2 separate regions of the Mus musculus genome follow, and region 1 is linked to region 2. A link is a contact called in public HiChIP or PLAC-seq data. All regions are on one chromosome and are shown on one strand. Each heading gives the region's core, a stretch centred on a gene start, on an enhancer-like site or on the middle of the called end of the contact. The rest is flanking DNA. Distances are from core to core; before and after follow the strand shown.

The links. HiChIP or PLAC-seq counts read pairs in DNA pulled down with a chosen protein or histone mark.
Region 1: a contact with region 2 is called in a CTCF HiChIP or PLAC-seq map of CD8 T cells, with 6 read pairs. The contact joins the promoter of Mfsd14a here to the enhancer-like site in region 2. A contact is called at or near these places in 2 of 39 promoter capture datasets (the C10 cell line and cranial neural crest), 2 of 15 datasets of contacts at CTCF or cohesin (CD8 T cells and the NIH/3T3 cell line), 2 of 484 Hi-C or Micro-C datasets (CD4 T cells and nephron progenitors), 6 of 115 datasets of contacts at active chromatin or transcription factors (effector CD8 T cells, embryonic stem cells, intestinal villus epithelium and 3 more) and 2 of 9 other capture datasets (adipose tissue and liver).

The regions. Positions count from the first base shown.
Region 1 is chr3:116,659,039-116,665,158 of GRCm38.p6, forward strand. Mfsd14a (major facilitator superfamily domain containing 14A) reads right to left here and starts at 3,639. Exons shown (of 12, transcript NM_008246.2): 1 at 3,357-3,639. The coding sequence starts at 3,440.
Region 2 is chr3:116,371,872-116,378,636 of GRCm38.p6, forward strand. The region is part of intron 4 of Cdc14a (CDC14 cell division cycle 14A); the gene reads right to left. Among named protein-coding and RNA genes, the nearest start is that of Cdc14a, 49 kb to the right of the region's middle. Within about 2 kb of position 2,805, at least 42 of the 459 cell types and tissues checked have an H3K27ac peak or open chromatin away from gene starts, as enhancers often do. A contact at or near this core is called in CD8 T cells, effector CD8 T cells, intestinal villus epithelium and 2 more, where this site is marked.

The DNA.
Region 1 (6,120 bases), core at 2,389-4,888, 290 kb after region 2:
TGAATACAACTTCAAGGGAAAATAAATAAATTAGTAGCATACGCTGAGGGTGCGAGTTCACGGCAGACAGAGCACTTGCCTAGCACGTGCGAGGCACGGCACGGCACGCACACCCATTCAGAAGCTTCATTCACTCTCAGCTGACAACTGAACCTACTCTAATTCTGCCAAATCACCAGCAAGTATCGGTTTCAACAAGATTCAAATTGGTTGAACAAACTAGGAACATTAACCCTAAAAAACAATAAAGAGACTCAGATCACTCATTGATCAACTGTATCAAATACTGTTCAAAGACTGCCACAGGATCCAACGGTATGTCGTCTTTAAAGGCTCGAATTGTAACGTCAGTAACAATATCTCCACAACGATCTACAACACAACACACAAGAGGAAACCAGTCAATTTTTCCCTTAACAAAGGGGGTGGGTTGGAGTGGTGAAGACTGGAGAAATGCCCAGGAGTAAAGCTCACCTGCCACCAGCTCTTTCACAGGACCCTAGTTTGATTTCTGGGACCCATATGGCAGCTAACAACCAACCATAACTCCAGTTCCAGGGGATCTGATGCCCTCTTCTCTTCAGCACTCACATGGTGAGACATATATGCAGGCAAAACATCCATACATGTGAAATCAAAGCAATGTTCACAAGAGTAGTCTAATTTATATACGTAGACAGGCAGAAAAGCAGTGTCACCTTAAACCAAACACTCTCTCTCTCTCTCTCTCTCTCTCTCTCTCACACACACACACACACACACACACACACAAGCTATCCATCCATCTACCCACCCATATACTAGAGGCCCAGTGGGATTCAATGATGACAAGAGATAGTACCGGTGTGCTTAAGAATGGAAACTGCCGGTACTATTAAAAGCATGGTGGCGCACGCCTTTAATCCCGGCACTTGGGAGGCAGATCTCTGAGTTCGAAGCCAGCCTGGTCTACAGAGTGAGTTCCAGGACAGCCAGGGCTACACAGAGAAACCCTGTCCTGAAAAAAAAACAAAACAAAACAAAAGAATGGAAACTGGAGGAGTGGCTTAGCCATTCTGGCTGAGCTGCACTTGTGGCTCTTGCAGAGTACTGTTTCTCAGCTCTCACACGGCAGCTCAAACCCAGAGGACGGAATTCCCTCTTCTGACCTCCTCAGACACCAGGCAATCATGCTGAACGCATACATACATTTAGGCAAAAACACTTGTGTGTGCGATTGCTCACAGCTCTCCACATGTGTGTGTGTACATCTTTGTTTTGTTTTTGAGACAGGGTTTCTTTGTGGAGTCTTGGCTGAACGGAGTTTACTCGGTAGACCAGGCTGGCCTTGAACTCACAGAGCTCCACCTGCCTCTGCCTCCCGAGTGCTGGAATGACCACCTGGCTCATAAATAATCTTAAAAAAAAAAAAAGGCAGAATGAAAAGGAAAGTGAGGCAGAGTAAGATGGGAAAGGACGATGTTCTTAAGACCTGACTTTCAAGGAAAGTTTTCATTGATTTAGTGTGCCACCAAGACATTTTTACTAGTAAAAAGTATTTTGTGTACTAAAGCAAGCTAGAAATTTGCTATATCTTTATAAATAGCAAAAAGACTTAAACAAACAGAACCTCTTCTCGCCAGGCATGGCAGCACACACACCTATAATCCCAGCACTTGGGAAGCACAAGTAGGAGGGTCCTAAGTCTGAAGTCTTTCTGAACGACCTGAGATCTGTCCTCAGACACAAAGCAAAATCCCAACAACAACAAAAACATGTATCTCTTCTCAAAGTCAGAATTTGGAATGACTCTTCTGGAGGCTGACATGAGCTCTAAGTTTGATCCCTACTATCTCATCAAAAAAATATTTTACAGAGCAAACCAGACAAAAATCCAAACATTATAAAAGGTCTGCTCCTGCCGGGTATGGTGACGCACGCCGTTAATCCCAGCACTCGGGAGTCAGAGGCAGGCGTATTTCTGAGTTCGAGGCCAGCCTGGTCTACAAAGTGAGTTCCAGGACAGCCAGGGCTATACAGAGAAACCCTGTCTCGAAAAACCAAAAAAAAAAAAAAAAAAAAAAAAAAAGGTCTGCTCCTTAATTATCTTGCTTCTTGTCTTTTGCAAAGATTGGTCTTAAATAGCACCTGGTTTTTGAAAATATGCTTCGTTATAAGTTTCTCTCTCTAAACCTGACAACGATATTCTTTCCTCCCAGTATAGCTCCTACTAACTTGGTCAAGACAGCTAATGAGAATTCATCAAAGTAATACTTTGATCAGGTACAGTAAGAAAATCTGGAAAGCTCTGAACCCTCTTTTTTCACTAAAAGTCAAAGCTATGACAACTAATAAATCTGACAGTTAACTGAACATATTCCGAAATCGTTCCATATGTCCCAAGCTTTCTAAATGATGGCAGTTGGACTAGGCCATGTTCTCAAATGTCAAAAGAAAGTTGTCATTTATTTCAAACTGATTTCAGCAAATCCTCCGCGGTGGCCTACTTACATATTTAGTGCTTTGCTAGCATTGATCAAGGCTCCATTAAACTACAAACAAATGGAAAGAAACAATGTCTGCAACTTCACCACAGAGACACATCTTACTTTTCCATTCTATTTCGGAACGCGATACCAAAGGAGTCAGCAAAGATCAGAGTGTAACGCTACAAACACACAGCACAACAAAAGTGTACGTTTGTTTTCCAATGACAAATCCTATATCGACGTCTGGTAGCACACTGCACAGTGCATAAAGTTTTCTGCGAGTAACGACTGTCTAAAAGGCACATTTTTAGCCTCAGTCCGCCTGCCAGAATCTGTCTCCGATCCTCACGCCATGACCAATTCTAAAGACTTATTTTGAGGCACAAGGTGAAGATTTCTCTAACGGAGAGGGCCCCAGGGAAGGTCAGGCTTCCGACGCCGGGAGAGGGGACGAGCCCACTCCCCGACAAGGTAGCCGAACAGCTCCAAGCCGCTGCTCCGGCTCCCGGCGACCGCGATGGGACAACGCACGTACCCTGGCCCAGCGGGCCGCGGCGGCGGCCACCCGCCACAGCATACGGAGCGCAAGGCTGCCCAGCCTCCCCGCGCGCCGCGCTGGGCCTGGCGAGGCTGCGGAGGGGCCGCCGCCTCCTCCCCGAGGCCGGGCGCACGTGGGCCGAGGCCGCAGGCTCCGAGACGCAGTGCCCCGCCGGAGGTACCAGCAGCGTCCAGGGGAGCCAGGCCGCGGAGGCCGCAGGCCGAGACCGCGGCAGCGCCGGCGGCACGGAAGGGCAGGGCGCTCTCGGCCCAGCGAAGGCGGAAGCGGGGGGAAGAGCGAGCCGGGCCCGCACCCGGGCCGTCCTGCGGCGCGGAACCAGCAGCACTCACCGTGCCTCCGTCCTTAATGATGATCTTTTTGGCCAGCATGATACTGCGGTTCGCGGCCCGTTTCTTTTTCTTCCCCTGGGTCATTTTACCATCCTCGACTCCCGGCGCTGCAGCAGCCACTCAGGGGGCGGGCGGCCCCAGCGGCGAGTGCGGTCCCGCCACTACTGCCGGGCCGAGCCGCTCAGGGCGCACGCCGCCATCTTGAGGGCCCGGCCTGCCTCGGGCGGCGCGTCACATCGTGCGATCGGCTGAGTCGCTCGCCACGCCCCCGTGACGCAGCCACGCCCCCGCAGTGCGGGCACGCCCCTCCAACCCTGCAATAGCGGAGGACTGGGAGGTGCCGCGGGAGCGGGTGGAGCCAGGTGCTTTGGCTGCCTAGCTTTTGCCCTCTAAGGCGCTGAGCGATGGCTATTTTAACAGTTTTTCCTTCACAGATGAACTCAAGTTCCGAAAAGTTTTTACCTACTCAAATCTGACAAATAGTTTCTCAGATGCTCAGGCGTCCCAGGCTAATAGCATCCGCATCAAATGCATCCCCACCAAAACAGAATTGAAGGGGACAACGGGAAAGTTTTCCAGGAATGGTCAGTAGCAGGTAGAGGAGTTTTAGCTGTTGATCTGATGCCCAGCTAGGTCATGCTGGCTTACATACCCCCACGTACCAGTACATTCTCTCCCAGTGTAAACTAGATGCCATACTTTATAGGCTTTTAAAAATTGGTTTGACTAGAAGACTGGTAGAAAGAGCAGACAGGTGGAATATGAAATGTGATATTAACAGTACTGACATTTACTTTGAGGCAGCACATTATGTAGACCAGGCTGGCCTCAAACTGAGAGATCTCCCTGACTACCTCCCATATTGTGATCAAAGTCATGTGCCACCATGTCTAGCAAAGTCTTCATTTTGGTAACTGTTGGAAAACTTTCCTTTAAATATACCTTCAGTGCTAGGTATGAACGAGCACAACACATGCTTTCCCCCATCAAACTGTTCGATAAAGGGGAACTGGAAACAAACCAAACTGTGGCAACAGCGATCCTGGATGTGGTGGCTCTAAGTAAGATAAATGTTCCCAAACTCAGTGATATTCCTCCCTGGGAGAAGTGGAAGGGGCTCCCTCCCTCTCCTGGCTTGTGGCCTGGTTAGTGATGGATGACCTTGTTTTAACAGGGCAAAGCAGAAATGACAGCACTGACTTTAGAGGAGAGGTCATAAAAGGTACTGTATGTTTTTGCTAGGCTCTTCATTTACTCCAGTCAGGGGTTGCCGATTGTTATGCCATAATACCAGAGGAACTATGGAGAGGTGCTGCCGTTGAGCTGAAATCTCCTTCAAAGCTTTGTGGATTATCTTGGAACGAGATCCTCTATGCCTGGTCAAGCCTTGAGCTGACTGCAAACTTTATGAGACCTTCAGCTATGAATACCCAGCTTAGCCACATTACTGGGATGGGGCTGTAGCTGGTTCTTTTGGAGTGCTTTTCCTGTAAGCATAGGGCTGCGGATTCTATCACCAACAATCAGTGAACCCAGCATAGAAGTGGATGCCTAGATCCTGGCATGAAGGAGAATCAGGAATTCAAGGACAAATCTGAGAGCAGCCTGGGTGTGGGTGGATTCTTCAGGCCACTGAACATCAGGCTATTTATTACATGGCCTAAGTAACTATTAGACAAGGTAAAGGAGAAAGCAGGGGGCACACATGTGAGGGTTACTGTAGCTTTTCTGTAAATTTCAAAATAAAATGTTAAAAATAAACCTGGTTGGATGTTCTGTTTCTTCTACTTGCATGCTGACAAGAAATGGAAAATAAGCCAGTTTTCATGGATGGGGAAAGAAAAGCATCTTGGGTGGTAAGGATTTTCATCATACTTACTTTAAAAATAAAATTCTCATATAGAAACTTCCTTGAAGTCCAACTTCAAGCTGTTGAGAGTGGGAGAAACTTCATAACTAAATCCCGAGATCATATTTTGCATGGGTGTAGAGGATTAAGAAGGTTGTTCTAAGGTAGGCGTGGTGGTGCATATCTTCGGTCCTGGCATTTGTGTTGTAGAGACAGTGTGACCAGGAGTTCAAGGCCAGCCTCTACAGCAAATTCAAGGTTAGCCCCAGGCTACATGAAAACCAGACTGAGCTGGGCGTGGTGGCGCACGCCTTTAATCCCAGCACTTGGGAGTCAGAGGCAGGCGGATTTCTGAGTTCGAGGCCAGCCTGGACTACAGAGTGAGGTCCAGGACAGCCAGGGCTATACAGAGAAACCCTGTCCCGAAAAACCAAAAACAAAATAAAATGAAAGACTGGAAAAAAATACTATGTGGTTACTCCAACTTTTTATGACCTCCAAAAATCATACTTCAGCTATATCAAAGTTACTTTTAAAATATGATTGGTTATTGTCAGTTATTCAAGCTATTTGAATACCTACAATAGTGCTCACCGGTTCTTTTTAAGACTAGGATTTAAAAAATAGTGTGTATGCTCCCATTAAATAGAAATAACATACCCAAAAAGATCTGACAGGGTAGAACAAGGATGTCAGTGTTCAAATCCTTGAGTGTCAGTGAATTTACTTAGGCACATGGACAATTAGGTGAGAGCCAAAGCATGAAAATAGTTTAAACAAGTTAGCAAATGAGCCCCAAAGCAAAGTAGGTATCAAGGTGATCACTGAATACACAGAGCTCAGAAAAAGCCTTACAGAACAGAGAACACGATCGTGCAGGAAAAGCAGCACTGTAAACGTAGTGACACATATGCT
Region 2 (6,765 bases), core at 1,555-4,054:
TTTGTAAAGAAATACTTTCGAAAACACTGATTCCCAAAATGGAGAGTGTGATAACCAAGCCCAATGGTCAGGAGCTAAGATGCCTAGGTTCAGAGGTAGGCTCTTTTGCCTTGTGATTGATTAATTTAATTAATTAATTCTCTATACTTCTGTTTCAGGAAGTGTGAAGAGGGGACATTCCTGGACCATGAACTTCCCCCAGACAGAAGGTCAAAGTGTCACGGAGACATCGCTAGGTTGTATGTTGTTTGTTAGAGAGATATTAAACAGTGTAATAAACGCGTAGCAGACTTCTACCTGTACCTGACATATAACTCTACCACAGTAAGGGAATACAGACAAGAGATCCAATTAGCCTCACAATATTTTCTCTTTTCTCCACTCTTACGGTTTAAATGTCAGATGTCTCTCATGGACTTCTATGAGAACTTCCTCATTGGAGGAAGTCAGTCATTAGGGTATGGCGGCGCATGTTATACCTAGACCCCCAATCCCTTCCTCATTCTCTGGTTCCTGTCCTCCATCTTCCCACCACTGTGATTCTCCATCTCACCTTGGATCAACAGGACTGGGATCTATGTATTAAAATATCCAAAACCATGGGAGAAAATCAGTCCCCTCTCTTAGGACGCTCCTGCCAGATACTCTGTGGCAGCGGCAAGGAAACTCATACTGCCACCTGTATCTGTGTGAATTTAGATCTGAATGGTTCATAGAGCTAAGTCCAAATGGCTGCCGAAGCATAGGACCATGGGGACATGATGGGGTGCTAAAATCAGGACGATGAGGCCATCATCCAGGGAAACCCTCTCGGTTTAATGGAGGCACCGGTGCCTCTCTCAGTCCAAGCCTCAGCATGAACATTGAAGTAAATGTCACCAGCCCCTGGATTTATCAAATCCACTCTCAAAGCATCTCAGCATCGCCGCTGTGGCTGACCCCTGTGTCTCTCGAACCACGTCCATGTCAAGGAGAGAGAGGTGTTACTATTCAGACTTATGGCTTCTGTATTTGAACTTTCATGAACTTTTATGAACAACAGAACAAAATGGCCAAGACTAGGGAGAAAAACACTTCAATTACCTGTAAAGATTACAGATACCACAGAAGGCACATCTCAAAAAAAAAAAAGTTTGCAAAAAGCCAACGTCATGAATTTTTTTTAAGCTTTGTCCTTGGTGCCTAAGACTTGGTTCTCAGACTTTTTAAATGTCAAGGTCCTTAATTTGTAAACTATTTCCTGAAGACAGATTTCAATTTTAATTGTCATAAACAAGCCCAAACAGTGATGTTTAAATTTTTAATGTTTTGTAACATTTTCTTCTTATTCATATCCTGCCATTCTATCCAGTGACAAGAAAAACAATAACTCCATTCAACTTGATAATTTAAAAAAAAAAAAAAGGAAAAAAAACCTACTTATTTGTGAGATGCACAGACAATTTCACTTTTGTTCTAACTTACAGAAGCAGAAATACTCAGAGTGGAACAATTGAGGACATTAAATAGGCAAGCCTGTGGTTACGAAGCAGAAACCCACTGTGTTCCCAACGGCCTGCGTCTGGTCTACTTTAAATCTACCAGGCTCGGTATTCTAATTAAAACACAATAATAAGACCGAATCTTATCTTCTGCAGTCTGGTTGAAGCCAGTATATAGAAAACCCTTCCAATCCAATAGAAACCACAGACCAGGAAGTCAGCAACGAAGAACACAGTACTGCCTAACAAAGATGGAGACACAATGTACCGTAAGGGGGAAGCAGAATTGGGCCTCACATCACCACCCCATCACTTACGTCTACCCTAAAAATCCTTCATCCCACATCTTCATAGAAATGGGCTGTGACTTCGTTTGTTTGTCTGAGGTTCTGTTTGCTCTGAAATGCCCTCATGACATCTCTACATTTTCATCTGGAGTTTGGGTTAAGTAGACAGATGACAAGCAGCAGACACGATTGTGTTTATCTCAAAATTCATTTGGATGAGAAACACTCCTTCCACCTCTCTCATGGATACAACCAGAGTGGAGCTAGCGGGAGCCTTTGATGGGCTGTTTTTTGGGAGGATTGCAGATATTAGCCACATGTGTCTCCTCATTTAATTTCATGGAAAGCAGAATTTTCATAATCAGCCTGAATAGATGTCTCTCCAGAGCTGATGATGCGACTGGGACAGTCGCACATCTCTTGCTAGAACTGTTTCAATGACACCGTGGACTGCTTATGCCTGATTCGAGCCCATGTGCCAACACACACATCACCGACAGTTAAATCATAAGGACGTAGGCCAAGCCTTTGCCAAGCAAACCGAAGAAAACCACACCAATAGAAAATCTTCCCCTCTCTCTTTTCCTCTTCTTCTCTTTCTGCTGCCACCTTGTCTCTCGCTCCCAATAAAACCTCTTCCACATGAAAAAAAAAAAAAAAAAAAAAACAGAATGGGGGATGGAAGAAAATGTGTGGCCCCTAGAGTACCTAAGTCCTTCATATTCCTGGAGTAACCACAGGTTACATGTTACATACATGTATACCCAGGTAAGCATATGCCTGTGTATAACCTATCAGTCACTGTCAGAAGGCAACCTCTAGGTAAAACTCGGTTCAAATCAGGCTCAAATCAGAACATGTTTATGATCAAGATACTAGTGGCTGATGTAAGTCATGATTAAACATTTAAGTTTTTCAAACATCTGTCATTTTGTATGATAACTCTTTCACTTACAAATGAACTACACTTCAAAGCTTACTTAAAAAGGCAAATATCTCAAACTCCGGATATACTTTACCCAAGATCAAAGCTCAAAGTTGAAGCCAGTGATGACAACCTGGCAACCTGTGTTCAGTCTCCAGAAACCATGTAAAAGTGAAAGGAGAAACAGACTCCACAAAGTTGCCCTCTGACCTCTAACCTCGGAGTTCACCAGGGCACATGTGTGCCTGCCCGCACTCACTCGCACACAAAATAATAATAAATAAAAGTAAAATCTTAAAAATAAGGAAACCGTGAGGGAATGAATGAGTACATTCTCAGTGACTCTACATTGAAATCTGAACTACTTCAATTGTTTTAACAGTATTGTATTATATTTATGTCAATTCTATTTCAAAATGCATAACTCTCCTTAATATTTGACATTTTTATCTAAGGCTGATTTAAAACCTGGGGCAATGAGAAGTGGGGCAGAGATAAGAGGAGAGATTTTCCTTGTGGTAACAAATGGGAACTGTTGGGAAGGAAACACTTTCTGAGCACACACAGCAAGAGGGCTGCAAAGCAGAGATGGAGCCCAGTCAAGATTGGATGTTTTCCATCAAACCATGGCCTGAGATCTGCCAGGAATGGAGAAGGTAAACCAGGCTCTCAGTGTTCATTCAGTAACCAGATCATGTAACCAAGGAACATTAAACAACAACAGTGTTCTCTAAGTTAAATTTTTAGTTGAATGTAGCAGAGTGTGCCTGTAACACCAGCACTCAGAGATCAAGACACAGGGAGCTCAGGTTTGAAGCCAGCCTGGGTGACATCACAAGACCTTATCTCAAAAATAATAAGCAATTTCAAAACATTTTCAAATATCTTTCTCCTGGTTTTCTCTGGGTTTTGAGGAGTTTGCGGGGGAGATGTTAAGGCAAACTTTCAAGGCAGAGCCACACTGCATACAACTCAGGTCTCACAGCTCCTGCCTGGTAATGTGTAAGCGCCTTCTCTTTGAACTTACTCAAGAAGAGAAAACTAACAATGGACTCAAACAAGGAACTGGTTGTTCTCTTCCAGTGTTTACCAAAGAGTTGTTGCTTGGAGAATGCAGGAGAAACAAGAGCTTGCCCCACTAGGTGGGTGTTTACAGAACAGATCCTGTGGTCATTTGTCTGTACATTAGCCTGAACTTTGCAAACAAATGCCACATGACAAGATTGTCCTTCAAGAAGAGAAAAGAATTGATCCCTCTTAAGCATGCAAAGGTCTTGTTTTGAAGTAAGCAGGTTCCTACATGCCATCGCTCACTAATTTCCACAAACGAGAACACAGACAAGTAAAGGCAACCACAGACCTACCTTACCACACACTTACTTTATAGAAAATACATCTTCCTTCCTTGTAGCTACTAGGAATTCCCACCCCCATCCCCACACACCCTGCCTCACCTCTGACCCCCATTCCGGCTCACTTTAGTGAATACACATCACATTTTCTAAAAATCCAGCAGACATATCCATCCTCGCCCCATGGTCAGCTGTTCTCCCTCACGTCTCTGTCGCATCAAGACTTGAAGCCCCGGTTTACCAGTGAAAGGGAAATGAGGAAGGGGCAGAGGACAGGAAAAGGATCAAGGCAGAGAATTTCCCATAATTCCAATACAGACAATTCTTATCTTGGTTCAACAAAGAGTCACTGATACGGGAACCACGGATAATGCCAACATCAAGGCTAACATGCTTCTGACCCCATAGAGCATCCCTTGCATATATCCAGTTTTTCAATGCAGGAGATGCTCCCAGTTTTCAGTACACTTCACAGGCAACAACGAAAACTTTGAAGCTGTTTCAAGATATAGCCATCCAGACCTGCTTGCTTAAGATTCAAACTCACTAAATATGAGCTCTGACTACGATTATTTACAGGTGTTTCTGACACACAGCAATTGCTGAAAACCATTGTTACCAGCATTAGAACATTAAAGACCGTGGCTATTTCTTCAGAGCCACAAACAAGCACACAACTATCAGCTTTAATGGAAAAAAAAAAAAAATCAATGAAATTTCAAGACAGCATCAACAGGATTTGCTAAGGTCCTTTACAGCTCAAGTAGTGCATCTGCCTCTGTGTTCATGTGGTGACTTGTAGACACTGAGTTATACTTTCAGGACATAAAAGTGAGAACAGAAAAGACAGACAGGTTAACACTTAAGCTGTCATGATGGGGCAGAATAAATTTCAGCCATGAAGGTAAGTCATCAAAGTAGCAGGTGAGTTTAAAAGGCTGCTGGGCCATTTTCACTCCCTAACAGCATCTTGTGCCGTGGAGAATGAAACCCAGACTCATCCTTACATACCAGCTGGACAGAGACCCCAGAGCTCATTCTCTGTGCTGTCCTCCACACCACGATGCAGCAACCTGGGCTTGCCTTAGCTCCTCTCCCAACCCACCCATTCTGACTCTGAGGCCTTTGGGACATGCCCTACCCAAAATACTCTTCCTGTGCATCGTCTTAACTGTCCGTCGCTCGAGGAGGACTTCCCTGATTCCAGTATGAAATAGGCAACCATCCGCCAGCATGTTGCTACATTTTACACCATGCTTCTCTCAGCAAAATATAAACTCAGAAAGGCAGGGATTCAAACCTACTTGTTCAATACCACCTGAGAGCCCAGATGAATGTCTGGCATGAGTGCTCATAAATACTAGTTCAATAAAAGAATATACATATTAACCAGGCTGGAGAGAGGATGAAGGTTTCCCACTGAAATGAATAAACAATTTATTCCCACTTAAACAACCAGAAAATTCACTATTATTAAGTTTTGGGGGGGTTGGTTTTGGGGGTTTTGGGGGGGTTGCTTGCTTGCTTGCTTGCTTGAGATTGGGTCTTACTATGTAGCCCTGGCCGGCCTGGAACCTACTACATAGAAAAGGTTAGCTTGGAACACACAGAGGTCTTCTTGCCTCTACTTCAGGAGTGCTGGATTAAAGACATGCACCACCATGGCCTCATGTACTGTTTTAAACTTGAGTAAGTCTAAGAATGATTCAGCTCCAAAGAACAAAAAAGTCCCAGTTATCACAACACTGTTATTCTATGCATTGGCCAATTAAGGAAAGGAGGAAAAAGAGAAAGAAAAGACAACAGGAGAGAAGTAGTCAAGTGAGAAGAAGAAAGAGATTGGTGGGGAGAGGGCACAACTAGAGAGAGAGGGACAATGAAATGACAAGGATGCTAGATGAGAAGAGGTGGCTGGCTATTTCATATCACAGTGTGCACTGGGACTTGGGTGCCCAAATAATGCAAGGGTTTCAAAGATACTTGAATGCCAACCCTAACAGGGGGTCCCTTCCCTCCTGGTTCGACCTCCTCTGAAAAGGTCTGAGTCTCCTGGTATAGTGAGGATGGGGACTAGGAAAGCTGGAGGCTGGGGTGAGGAGCAAGCCTCCCTAAAGCATGTCTGTTTCTAGGAAGAACCCATGTCCGGAGCCACTGGGGCAAATCTGCAGAGAAAATGATTCTCTGGACTGCTAGAGTGGACAAGAAAGAAGTCAGAGGCTCTCTGTTGACATCCTGGAGCTTGTGAACCTAGGAGGCTTAGGCCAAACAACATTCCTTAAATCCCCCCCAAAAAGAAGTTAATTGTAAGTTTTGTTGTTGTGGTTGGTTGGTTGGTTGGTTTTTAGGGGGTTCGGTGGGTTGTTTTGGTTTGGGTTTTTTTGGAAACAGGATACCATTATGCAGCCCTGGCTGGCATGGAACTCAATATGTAGACCAAGCCAGTCTCAAACTCATAGTGATCTACCTGCTTCTGCCTCCAGAGTTCTGGGATGTGTGGGCCACCATGCCCAACAACGTAATAGAAGATCTTAATCAACTTCTTCTTTCCTGAATTCATAAGCACAATATGTCAGATATAAAATCTAGTATCCAGTTCATTTGCTGACCTCTGTGCTAATCATAGCAGCAGTCCAAAGCCAGGATATCCTTTTATATTTTTTTTTCCAAATACATTCACTTAGTTGGAGATAGGAAAACAAAACTATTTTGGAACTTTTTAA